Regions from separate parts of the Sus scrofa genome. Here region 2 is linked to region 1. A link is a contact called in public Hi-C data. All regions are on one chromosome and are shown on one strand. Each heading gives the region's core, a stretch centred on a gene start, on an enhancer-like site or on the middle of the called end of the contact. The rest is flanking DNA. Distances are from core to core; before and after follow the strand shown. Region 1 has its middle 53 kb from the start of CPO. Region 2 has its middle 74 kb from the start of KLF7.

Region 1 (5,614 bases), core at 1,947-4,446:
GGAAGAGGAGTTTTGCCCAAATGGAAAACTGTTGAAGTAGAAAGTGTCTTTATTTTTTTTTTTTTTTCCTTTTTCTTTTTACGTGAACACCATCAGCAAATTCAATAGCATCACAGTCCAGGTGCCACAGGGGATGAAAAGATGAATAAGGGGAGTCATCTCCCTAAAAAAGCTTCCAGTTTGGGTGGAGAGAATACGCATACATGGAAGGAAAAATAGAACTACACGGCAGGTGAACTTGAACAAAGCGATTGTTGTGGCTCTATTCTGGCAGAGGCTCTACTCTCTTGGATTGCTGCATGAGAAACATCCTTCCCAACCAGACACTTCTGGTCCGGGGTAGCTGGATAACAACCTTGGCTACTTAATCATCATACATACTGCTTCAGTGAAGAGATTTTTAGTACAAGTAACAACTTCAGATGTGTGAAAATAAGAATTTATGGAAAGGATCCTTGTGCATCTCATAGAACTCAACAACCCATAGGCTCCAGGAAAAAAGGAAATAGGGATTAGACAATCCATAAGAACTAAGGGGACTGTTGCCAATCTTTCTGTGAGCATCAGGTCACTTGCCTCTACTTCTCTCCAAGTGCCTGTTTTATTTGTTTCTTTCTTCACCCCAGCTCCTTTTGTACATGGTGGAACATCGCAGGCCCAGCCCTAGAAGCATAGTACCTCCCTTGGAATCAAGGCTTCCAACAAACTGATTACCACCCTAGGTCTGAAATCCTTGGGAAGACTCTCATCAACCCAGATTGGGTCCTCTGTTCATCTCTGACCCAATCAGCTATGTCCAGTGAAAGTGTCAGTCAGTACACATACAGTCATAGAAGCCCAACCATTTCAGTGAGGGGACGGCTCTTAGAAGAATGATGGAATTGCGGCGAGGCAGACATGATATACGACATTTAAAATTAAAAGACTTGATCATTAATTTTTTAAATGGCCTTCTTTGTTCTGTTCAGTCGTTTATAAACACAGAATTCCATAGGGAAGGATTTTGAAAAGTATTTCTCTGTAAGATGTCTTTAAAGATACTAAAAGGTATCTTTATGATCTGGATTCAAAACTCAGGTTTTGTGGTTTCCTTTAATATGTCAGGAAAGTCACTTTACCTCCTTAAGCTTCAATTTCTTCTGAAAACTGAAATGCCTACTTAGATTTCCTTTAGGTTCTTCTACTTAGGTTATACCAAAAGGTCTTCTACTACAAAAAGCTAGTTACAGAATTCCCGTCGTGGCTCAGTGGTAAACGAATCCGACTAGGAACCTCGAGGTTGCAGGTTCGATCCCTGGCCTTGCTCAGTGGGTTAAGGATCCGGTGTTGCCGTGAGCAGTGGTGTAGGTCACAGACGTGGCTCGGATCCCACGTTGCTGTGGCTCTGGCGTAGGCTGGTGGCTACATCTCCGATAGACCCCTAGCCTGGGAACCTCCATATGCCACGGGAGGGAGCAGCTCAAGAAATAGCAAAAAGACAAAAAAAAAAAAAAAAAAAAAAAAAAAGCTAGTTGCAACTTATATTAGTTTTGGCAGTTGACTAAATAGTTTTATTTATGGTCCTTTCTGTGGTTACAAGCCCATGAAAGATGAGCTTATCCTTAACTAGAGTTTTCGATGAGTCATTGACACATAGAACTCAACCATTTGGAACTGTGTTTCCCATTTCCAAAACCTGAGAGCAGGACCGACACAGTGTGTGTCAAAGTCTATAGCCTCAAGAGAAGGCCCTTCTATGGTCTTTACTATTTTCAACTCTTCTCTCTTTAAAACCCATACACACACTAAATCAGCATATCAAAGTTAGGAGAAGCAAAGTTCTGGGAAGGAATTAAACAGGGAGGCTTGGAAAAGATTAAAAACCATTTTCAGCCTTATCGCATGCTGAGAGGAATATCTGAAAAGTCATAAAAGGAGGGGAATAAGTATCTGTGCCGTGGAAAAGTCTGATCAGAGGTCATACTGCAGTCATGGTTTGGTATTTCTGTTGATTCTTTTTTTTTTCTTTTTTTGTCTTTTTAGGGCCACATGCACGGCACATGGAAGTTCCCAGTCTAGGGGTCGAATCGGAGCTATACCTGCTGGCCTATACCACGGCCACAGCAGTGTGGGATCTGAGCTCTGTCTACAACCTACAGCACAGCTCACGGCAATGCTGGATCCTTAACCCACTGAGCAAAGCCAGGGATCGGACTCAAGTCCTCATGGATACTAGTTGGGTTCGTTAACCACTGAGCCATGACGGGAACTCCTTTCTGTTGATTCTTGATTTAACTTTAACCCGTTATAGATCTTTCGTTCTGGTTATTCTTGAATATTTTGAGTGTTGACAGAGCATACTGGACAGAACATGCTCTCACATCTTGAACATTTATCACACGACAACCACTTTACGTAATATAAGGATAACCACGTAATCCTTATATTAGTCTCATAAGGCAGCTATTATTTTTGTTACTTTGCAGATGAGCTAATGAAAGCTTAGAGCAGTCGAGTGGCTGAGCATAGTCATGCAACTAGGGCGCCTACATCTGTCCATGGCTGGACCATATCCCAGCTCTGTCTACTACACAAAGGCTGATGACTCCCTTAAAGTTTATCATGTTCTAGTTGATGGTTTCACATCTAACAGAAAGAACTACTGGAAATGCACAGGTTCTAGGACCTGCCTCTGAACCTGGCAGATATGCGAATTTTGGAAAATCTCTTGACTTCTGCTAACCCATTTTCTTCATTTACGACAATGGGACACTGCACTACATGTAAAGGAGATCAAGCCCCATGTCAAAGTACTGAAACAGTGAGGGGCTACTTGGCAGTGGGTCTTCCTTGGGACCCTCACCATTGCAATTTCTCTGCTTCTTGGCACTCATCGTCAGAGAAGGAACCAGTAAAAGAAAACAATATCCTCTGTTTCCTTTCACTTCGCAGCTATCAGGAGACAGCTTGGAAATGTCTATGAAAGTCTGGGTGGCGATAGAAGGGGAAAAGTTAGCTCTATTTTTAATAACTTGGTATTTTGGCTCTTGATTGAATCATCACTGTTCTTCCCCTGCCAGCTCCTTCTTTGCATATACAGGGCTCTCCCTCTGCTCCTGCAGCCAGAAGATGGAGCCGAGTCCCCTTCGGAGCCGACCCTTCAGTCCTGCGGAGCAGAGGCACTGTTTGTTGATACTGTGCAGAGAGCACCACACTGGGGAGCCACAAGGCCTGGGTGCTGGCTTCTACTGTGCCAGGGAGCTGGCTTCTACTGTTCCTTAGTAGCCAGGGAGTCAGTCCTCATCTCTGAACCTCAGTTTCCCGGTCTGTAAAATAAGAGGTCTGGAGAGAAATATCTCCCTGGGGCCTTCCCAATATCACGTTTCATGACTCTGCATGAGAAGAATGCAGGATTTGCCCTCAGGATTTACCTGGTTTCCTCAGCCAAGGCTTTCTAGACCTTTTGGCCCTGAGAACGCTAAAAGATGTTTTCTTTATCCCTCTGTCCCCGCTGCTTTCTGAGCCATGAGGTCAATGCAAGGGGATGAGCTGTAAAGTCAGTGTGGAGCGTGATGGGTGGAATTCACTTCCTACGTGATTTGCACATTTCATTGTGACCTTTTGTGGTTCGCTCTGGAGTTTTGCTGACTTCTACACAAAAGAGGCATGCACTTTAAGGGGTTCCTTTTGCACAGTGAGTACTTGAATATAACGCTAGGTATGAAAGACCCCTCTGGATTGTGCAAACCAGGGGCTTGCTAGAGTGGTGGGTGGGGAATCTGCACTGCAGGAGGGGCTTGGGTGCACTTGCTGGTAACCACTACACACGGGGGGTCAAAGGGCACAACCTGGTGGGCACCTGGTTCAGAGGTTTCACTTTCAATTCAGAGATTTCAAATTCCAGCATCCCCACTTACTTGCCATTTGATCTCAGGCAAGGTATTTAAAACCTCTCTGTGCCTCACTTTCTCATCTGCAGGAAGAAGAGAACATTCCTTCCTACCTCACGAGATTGTTGTTGAAGATAAAATTTCATCTTTCATAGAAAATGCTTAGCAGAGTTCCTAGTACACAGTAAGTATCCAAAACAAGTTGGTTAATATGATTATCCCTCAAAACACATACACACAATAAATTCAAGAAAAACGATGTTTTGATTATAAAACACAAAGACCATTTCCCTATTGCATAAGCAAAACAATTATGGTTTTTCATTTCTTTGAGTTTCAAGCAAAACTATGGGTATAAAATTCAGAGCAGGGCCAAATTGAATTTCCAGGAAAGTAATATCTGAGAAGCTTTTAAGCAAGAGAGAGGTTTGCTGGCTGAAAGGCATAAACACATCTTAATCTTGGAATCAGAATGGGTGCAGACAGTATGGCTGGCCCCTGACCGCTTATTGATGAACTTCCACCTGCATGAAGACCAGGGTACACTGGCCAAATTGAACGTCACTCCATGCTTCTGCTCCCTGTCCCTTTATTTCTTTTCTCTAATGGGAGATTTACATCCCCAGAAGGAGCTTGGGAAAACTGGGTGATTCATGGAATAAAGATTTCATGGAGAATGTGGCAGTGATGGGGGTGGATCACACTGGATATCGTGGGCACGCTACTTATGTGTAAGATTATCTGCCCACATGCCAGGATCACATATATAAATAGCTACAGGGATCAGGCAGACAACATAACTGAGTGAAATGGTACTGGCTGGAGACAAAAACACATATCCTCTCCAGAGAAGGCAAGCACGACTCTGTGCCAAGCTATTGTTGCTCTGCTCATTTAGTGCTTCCAGATCTATTTTATTTTATTTTACTTTATTGGCCACACCATGAGGAAGTTCCCTGACCTGGGGTCCAACCCATGCCACAGCAGTGACAACGCTGGATTCTTAACCCGCTGAGCCACCCCAGATCTTCATTTTTATTTTTATTTTTATTTTTTGGTCTTTTGAGGGCCACACTGCAGCATTTGGAGTTTAGGCTAGGGGTCAAATCGGAGCTGTAGCTGCTGGCCTATACCACAGCCACAGCAACGCGGGATCTGAGCCGCGTCTGCAACCTACACCACAGCTCACGGCAACGCCGGATCCTTAACCCACTGAGAGAGGCCAGGGATTGAACCCACAACCTCATGGCTCCTAGTCGGATTTGTTTCCGCTGCACCACAACAGGAACTCCATAGATCTTCATTTTTAAAAAGAAGTAGAAACAGTGGATTTTTATGTTAGTCTTCTAAAATTTTTCATTACTGGCAATTAATGAAAATATTTAAAAGGCCATCAGAAACAAGGGCTTAGCCACACTGGAATACCCAGTGGTAATCAGAGCTCAGAATCTGCAGATGGTGGGTGTATATGTGTGTGTATGAGGGAAGGGGCCAGTGAGAAAGACTTCAGTTGCTACTGCATTGTTTCCATCAGACACATTTGTAGTTAGTCATAAAATCTTTTCTTTCTTTCTTTTTTTTTTTTTTTTTTTGGTCTTTTTGTCTTTTCTAGGGCCGCTTCCTTGGCATATGGAGGTTCCCAGGCTAGGGGTCTAATTGGAGCTGTAGCCGCCAACTTATGCCAGAGCCACAGCAACACCAGATCCAAGCCACGTCTGTGACCTACACCACAGCTCAAGGCAACA
Region 2 (5,614 bases), core at 2,034-4,533, 230 kb after region 1:
CACAGCAAGTTCTAATTAAGTGACTGAATGAATAATTGGTTGGTTGTTTAGAGCTAGAAACAGAGAATGACCTTCAACTTAGAATTCACAAGATGCCCAAGTCACACCTCATCCCCTGAAGCGCAAAGAGTTGCCACTACCACTTGTTTCCCTGAGCAGCCACATTGTCACACACAACAGGTGTTGTGAGAAGAGAGCCCGAGGGTGATACCAAGGAGGTGTGAGAGGCCCCAGTGGACAAGAGAAAAAGACAAGCAGAATATAAAGCAACTCTCTTTGTGGGGAGGAGAATGAAACGAGAAAACTAAGAAACTATCATCTTTACTTCAAGAAGAGAATGCCCAGATTGCCATATACCTACATTTATTAGGGGGTGGGGCAGAGTCTACTGTGTAGGTAGCTGAAATTCAAAAGAGCCCAATTTCCATAGAAAATTCCCAATTTCCAATCCAGTTAGAATGTTGTTGAGATGTTAATCCCAACCCTACAAAGGAATTCTAGTCATTGGGTATCTTTATGTTTATAAAAGCATCTTTATGTTTATAAAGGCACTGGCTAACACCTGTCTGGGCATGAGATGCCTCCCTGTCCCATAAGCCAGCCTGGCCCTTTGGCAGAACGAGCACAATCTGGCCTGTGCAGGTGACTTGTAAATAATTGCAGGTGTTTAGGACAATCATTTTCCAATACTATTTGCTTGATCTCAACATGCTTGGATTTTGATCCTACCTAGGCACCACTTCCAGAACACTGGATCTAAAACGCTTTTTAGACCATCCTCTCCAGATTCCTGATTGGCAAGGTCTCACTGGTACTGGATCCTCAGCCTGCCCCTCCTCTGGCTTTCCTGGCCCTGCGTTGCCTCCTTGGGCAACAAAACCCTTGCCTCATGGACGTACCATGTAGCTGGTGTCCTGACTGAGCCAACCCTAGTGGCCCTGTGAGTGCAGTGACTCAGATCCTTGGGGCCATTTACAAGCTACCAACAGAAACGGCAGCACTTATCCAAGCCTCAGTTGGATTGTAACGAGGTCTAAAGGTGGCTGGCAGATGAAGCTACCCATGCCTCTGCTGTTATCTACTTCAACTGATTTACCCGAGGGAATGCACAACTTCTGGGCACCATTGGAGTTAAAACATATGGACACATATGGGAAGGAAGGGAAAAGAGGGAAAGCAACCTGAGTCAGTTTGCATGGAGAGAAGGCAGGGAACCTTAGGAAAGAGCCTGGAGTGTGAACCAGACTCAGCAACAGCCCTTGAAAAGCCGAAGGAAGTCATGGTTCTGGCTGAAGCTCGTGGAAGACATTAGAAGGCTCCCATTTCAGCTCAGGAATATATTTGGATGAAAGGGAGAGGGGATGGAGGGAAACTTTGCAAACTTTCATGGAGTTGGTGGCAATTACTAAAGGTAATGAGACCATATTCTTGCTCACCTTCTAGTAAAGCTTGGGGACCCATTGGTTACAACAGAGTACTATATACTCTACTTCCTTTTTAAGGGTGTCAGGAGATATCTGATCTGCCAGAGCCTGTCCTGCTACCCTGTCTCTGACCTAGAGATCAGAAGCCAGTAAGTTGGCACCATCCAGCATCTGAGCCTCTGTGGCTACAGAGACGTGTCCTCTCCCTATACAGAGAAACAGGAAGCAGTCTGTAACCACTGGGTCCACACAGACCCTTCATCCCATCATGAAAGCCACCTCTGCCATCCAAAGCCTTCCCTTGCTCCAGCAAGGATGACAGGAAGCCTTTACTCTGCATGTGCATCCAGCGTGAGCCTCAGCATCTGCATTCAAATGCTGTCTTTATTGGACTCTGCCCACCTCCAGCCAGAGAGGATGACAAGCAAAGCCTACCACAGAGATCTTTTCATGTTTTTAATCATCCCAGGCATGCCTCTGGTTTCCTCCCCGACCCTCCAAGCTTGCAATCTGTTTCCTTCTGTGGTGAGGCTGGGCAAGTCCCCTGCCTGGGTTGGAGAGCTGTGAGTCATGAGTCCTGCCGCTTCACCCACAAGTTCCAAACAGCCTAGCAAGATCCAACTCTGACCCCACAGAGTTCTCCATCCACGACGGGTGCCTTCAGGAATGTGTCTGCGGGAAGCAAGAGAACTTTCAAATACGGTGCAACAGAGTCATTGATGTTTTCTCCCTCCTATGCTGGATTGCAAGACACCCCCAAAGGCTAGTCGGCTCCACAATTAGGTAGGCACAGAGAGAGACCTGAGTCCAACTCTGAGCCATTTCAATCCATTTTAGAGCTGACTTGCTCAGAGAATGGAAAGGAACAAGGCTCTCAGTGGAGATATCATGTAGCTATGGCCTACAAGCATTTTTTTAATAGGTAAAATTTAGAAAGAATTTGAATATTTTATGCCGGGGAGATAGATTGTCAAGAGAAATGGTTGGGGAAAGGAAACATTCAGTTCAAGTGATTCCAAAGGACATTTAACTGATCTAAATATTTGTCAAGCTGACTCACTACATCCACCCTCACCTGCCTGAAATCAATATGTTCAAGTCAAACACAGTCGTTTGCCTCCGAGTGTAGAGAAAGAACTTAAACCTGAACTGGCAGCCAGGAAGGGGAGAGAAGAGTCGGACTGGGAGCCAGGCTAGAGAAGCTTTTTCCTCTAAGGGAGAGACCTAAAACAAGTTGTTGATCCCCCTAGAGTTAGCTTTCAAAGTCTGTAATCCCACAGCAAGCTTCGGCTCATCTAGATGCCATGAATAAACGGTTAAATACTGAGGAGAGCATTTTTTTTTGGAAAAGTGTATGAACATATCTGTTAGAACAAATGCTTTCTCTTCTTGCTCTAGCTTTGAATTTCTCAGGACGAAGACGTACTACTTTGCACAGAAAGCATGGACAAGGCCAGGCATGCTGTTTACCCACTTTTTAAGGAGTTCCCTTAAGATACCTATGTCAAGGCCTTTTCATTCTGAGTCATTTGACTTCTATTCCAAAAACGAAATGGGAGAGGAAAAAAAAAAAAAAAAAAGAGCCCTTTGATTTAACACTGTTTTTCACCAGATGCCTGTAACTTGGGAGCCGTCTGGCACTGGAAATACCCCTGATGCTGCCACATTCTGAGATGGGTTCGCAGAGGCATAGCACCTCCTTAGGCCCTGCCCTGAATGCAAAATGGAACTAGGTGCTGGCCCCCTGAGAGTGAAGAAGAATCAAGGAGGACTGGGGGTCCTGAGGCTCCGACTGGTCACAGATGTGTCTGCACAGCTGTGTGGACAGCAGGGTACCCAGAGGCCAATTCCTGTCACTCCTGACTCACTGCTACTGTGACCAAGGACATGCTGGATCTTGCGACCAGCCCTATACTCAAGGACAGATGGAAAGGCACTTTGGGGCCTCACTCAGGTTCTTATTCTCTCCTCTACGAAAGGCAGTATAGCCATGAGAAGTGACCACTTCTGCTGTCATCGTTAATGTGGTAGAGAATTGCAAAAATCCCTTCTCATTCCCCCCACCCCCCTGCCCCTGTCCTTTCCCTCTCCTTGTAGCCACACCTTTGCAACATGACTTTGCATTTCCTCCCATAAGTAAGTGGAGTTAATTTCCCCACCCTTTAATCTGGGCTGGCTTTATGACTCACTTGGACCAAGTGATGGTGTGCCAGCTCTAAGCCTCAGCCTCGAGAAGTGCTGAGCCCTTCTGCTCTCTCTCTCTTGAACTCCATGATTCCATGAAGAACCTGGGATTGTTGAACAAAAGACACGCACAGCCCAGTCCACTGTCACCCTGCTGATAGCCACACAAATGCCAGACTTCAGAGAAAGGGAGCCCTTCCTAGACCAAGCAGCCCTCAGCCCACCTACCAGCTGAGACAGGAGTGAGCCAAACCAACATCAACCAAATTTGGCCCAAGTCAGCACAATCACCCAGCTGACCTGTAGACTTGTGAGTGACAGTAAATGCTTGTTGTTTTCAGTCACCAAGTTTTGAGGTGACTGGTCTTACAGCAATAGTCAACTGATGTCCTCATTCATTTGAGGGAGAGGGAGCGCACATGATAGGGTGGAGTAACACGACCCTTCAGGCATTAACATATTCATTCCACAGAGAGTGGATGAACTACTATAGAACTCAGGTATCATTCCAAGCTCTGGGGATCCAATGACCCTGCTTTCTTAAGAGTTTGCATTTCAGTGGGTGAAGATCAACTACAAATAAATAAGTGAGTAAGTAAATACAAATATTGGCTAGTACACAATATACAGACCATTTGAAAGGGTATACACTAAAGAGTAACTGTGTGGTTACCTCAGGTTTATGGCCAGGGAAGTCTCATTGAAGAAACATTTAGACTGAGAGCTGAGGTACAATGTAGAGTGAGCCATGTGAATATGAGGAGAAGAGCACTCTGAGCAGATGGAAGCGCAAGTGCACCCTGTGGCTGGACCACGGGGTGGCTCAGCAACAGAGAGAAGACTATATATCTAGAAACCATGGGAAAGGAAAGAGGGGTGGGTAGGGGCAAAGAACAGGGCATGTAGGCCTTTCAAACCAGGAAAAATAATTCAGATTTTATGCTAAATGCACTAAGCAAGCTATCATCGTTTTTTAAATCAAGAGAGAGTAACATAATCTGACTAATGTTTAAACGAATCCCTTTGGCTGATGGGCACAGAGTGGCTATTAATGGGCAAAAGTGGAAGAAGGGAATCAGTTAAGAAGCTCCTGCAATCGTTCAGCCTGAGCCAGGGTTATAGTAATGGAGATTAAGAGAAGAATGTTTTAAGGGAAGAAGTGACAGGACTTGGGATGAACTGGATGTGGAAGATAAGGGAGAGAAAGGAATCAAGGGTAATGCCCAGATCTTTGTTCCGTAATTAGATGAGCTGAAATACAAGGGGGGAGGGGAGGGCAGGCTTGAGGGCTGGGCATCAGAGTCTGAGATGTCTATTAGAACAGGGGAGAGGCCAAGTATGTGAGGGCCACGTGGGCCTGGAGTCCTGGGGTAGGGTCGTCACTGGAGGAGTAGGGTGGGGGTCACAGGCAGGAAGATGATAAAAGCCTTGGGTTGCATGAGGTCACCTGAGGTCAGTGATTACAAGAAAGAGGCGCCCAGGACAGAGACCTGGGACAGGCCAACATTTACAGGTTGAACATTGAGAAGAAGCCAGCAAAGGAAACTGAGAAGGACAGCCTTTACCAGGGCAAATAAGGAAGTACATACAGCGTCACACAAACCAAGTGGGTAGAACGGCAAGAAGAGATGGTGGTCAATAGCCCTACATGCTCCTGACCAATATGGAAGACAGGAACCTTTCTGAAATCAGCAAACATTCAAAGGCCTTTTCCCCTTTTTAGGGCAGAAACACAGCTCAGAACATAGAGTGGATTGCAAAGTTATTTTCTGAGCTCTCTGTCTCTGCTGGCTTCTGCCACTGGATAGCTGGGACTACTTTACACCAACTGCCCCTGCCCCTCTTAAACCCAGTTCTTCTACCTTCAGTTATTTTCCAAACTCTGCCTCTCTCCACAGGCCTTGAAATATGATGACCCATCAAGTGAGTTGATGCAGACTCTCTAGAAACTATAAGCTTCAGAAGGATGACGGTGGTGTCCACATTGTTGGCACTCTATCCCAGTC

Evidence for each region. Hi-C and Micro-C count contacts between places; a contact is called where the count stands out from the background.
Region 2: a Hi-C map of embryonic fibroblasts shows a contact between it and region 1, with 2.6 times the contacts expected there. The contact joins two enhancer-like sites. A contact is called at or near these places in 2 of 47 Hi-C or Micro-C datasets (embryonic fibroblasts and fibroblasts).

Annotation. Positions count from the first base shown.
Region 1 is chr15:110,215,520-110,221,133 of Sscrofa11.1, forward strand. No RefSeq gene overlaps it. Among named protein-coding and RNA genes, the nearest start is that of CPO, 53 kb to the left of the region's middle. Within about 2 kb of position 3,197, at least 11 of the 83 cell types and tissues checked have an H3K27ac peak or open chromatin away from gene starts, as enhancers often do. A contact at or near this core is called in embryonic fibroblasts, where this site is marked.
Region 2 is chr15:110,450,233-110,455,846 of Sscrofa11.1, forward strand. No RefSeq gene overlaps it. Among named protein-coding and RNA genes, the nearest start is that of KLF7, 74 kb to the left of the region's middle. Within about 2 kb of position 3,284, at least 17 of the 83 cell types and tissues checked have an H3K27ac peak or open chromatin away from gene starts, as enhancers often do. A contact at or near this core is called in embryonic fibroblasts, where this site is marked.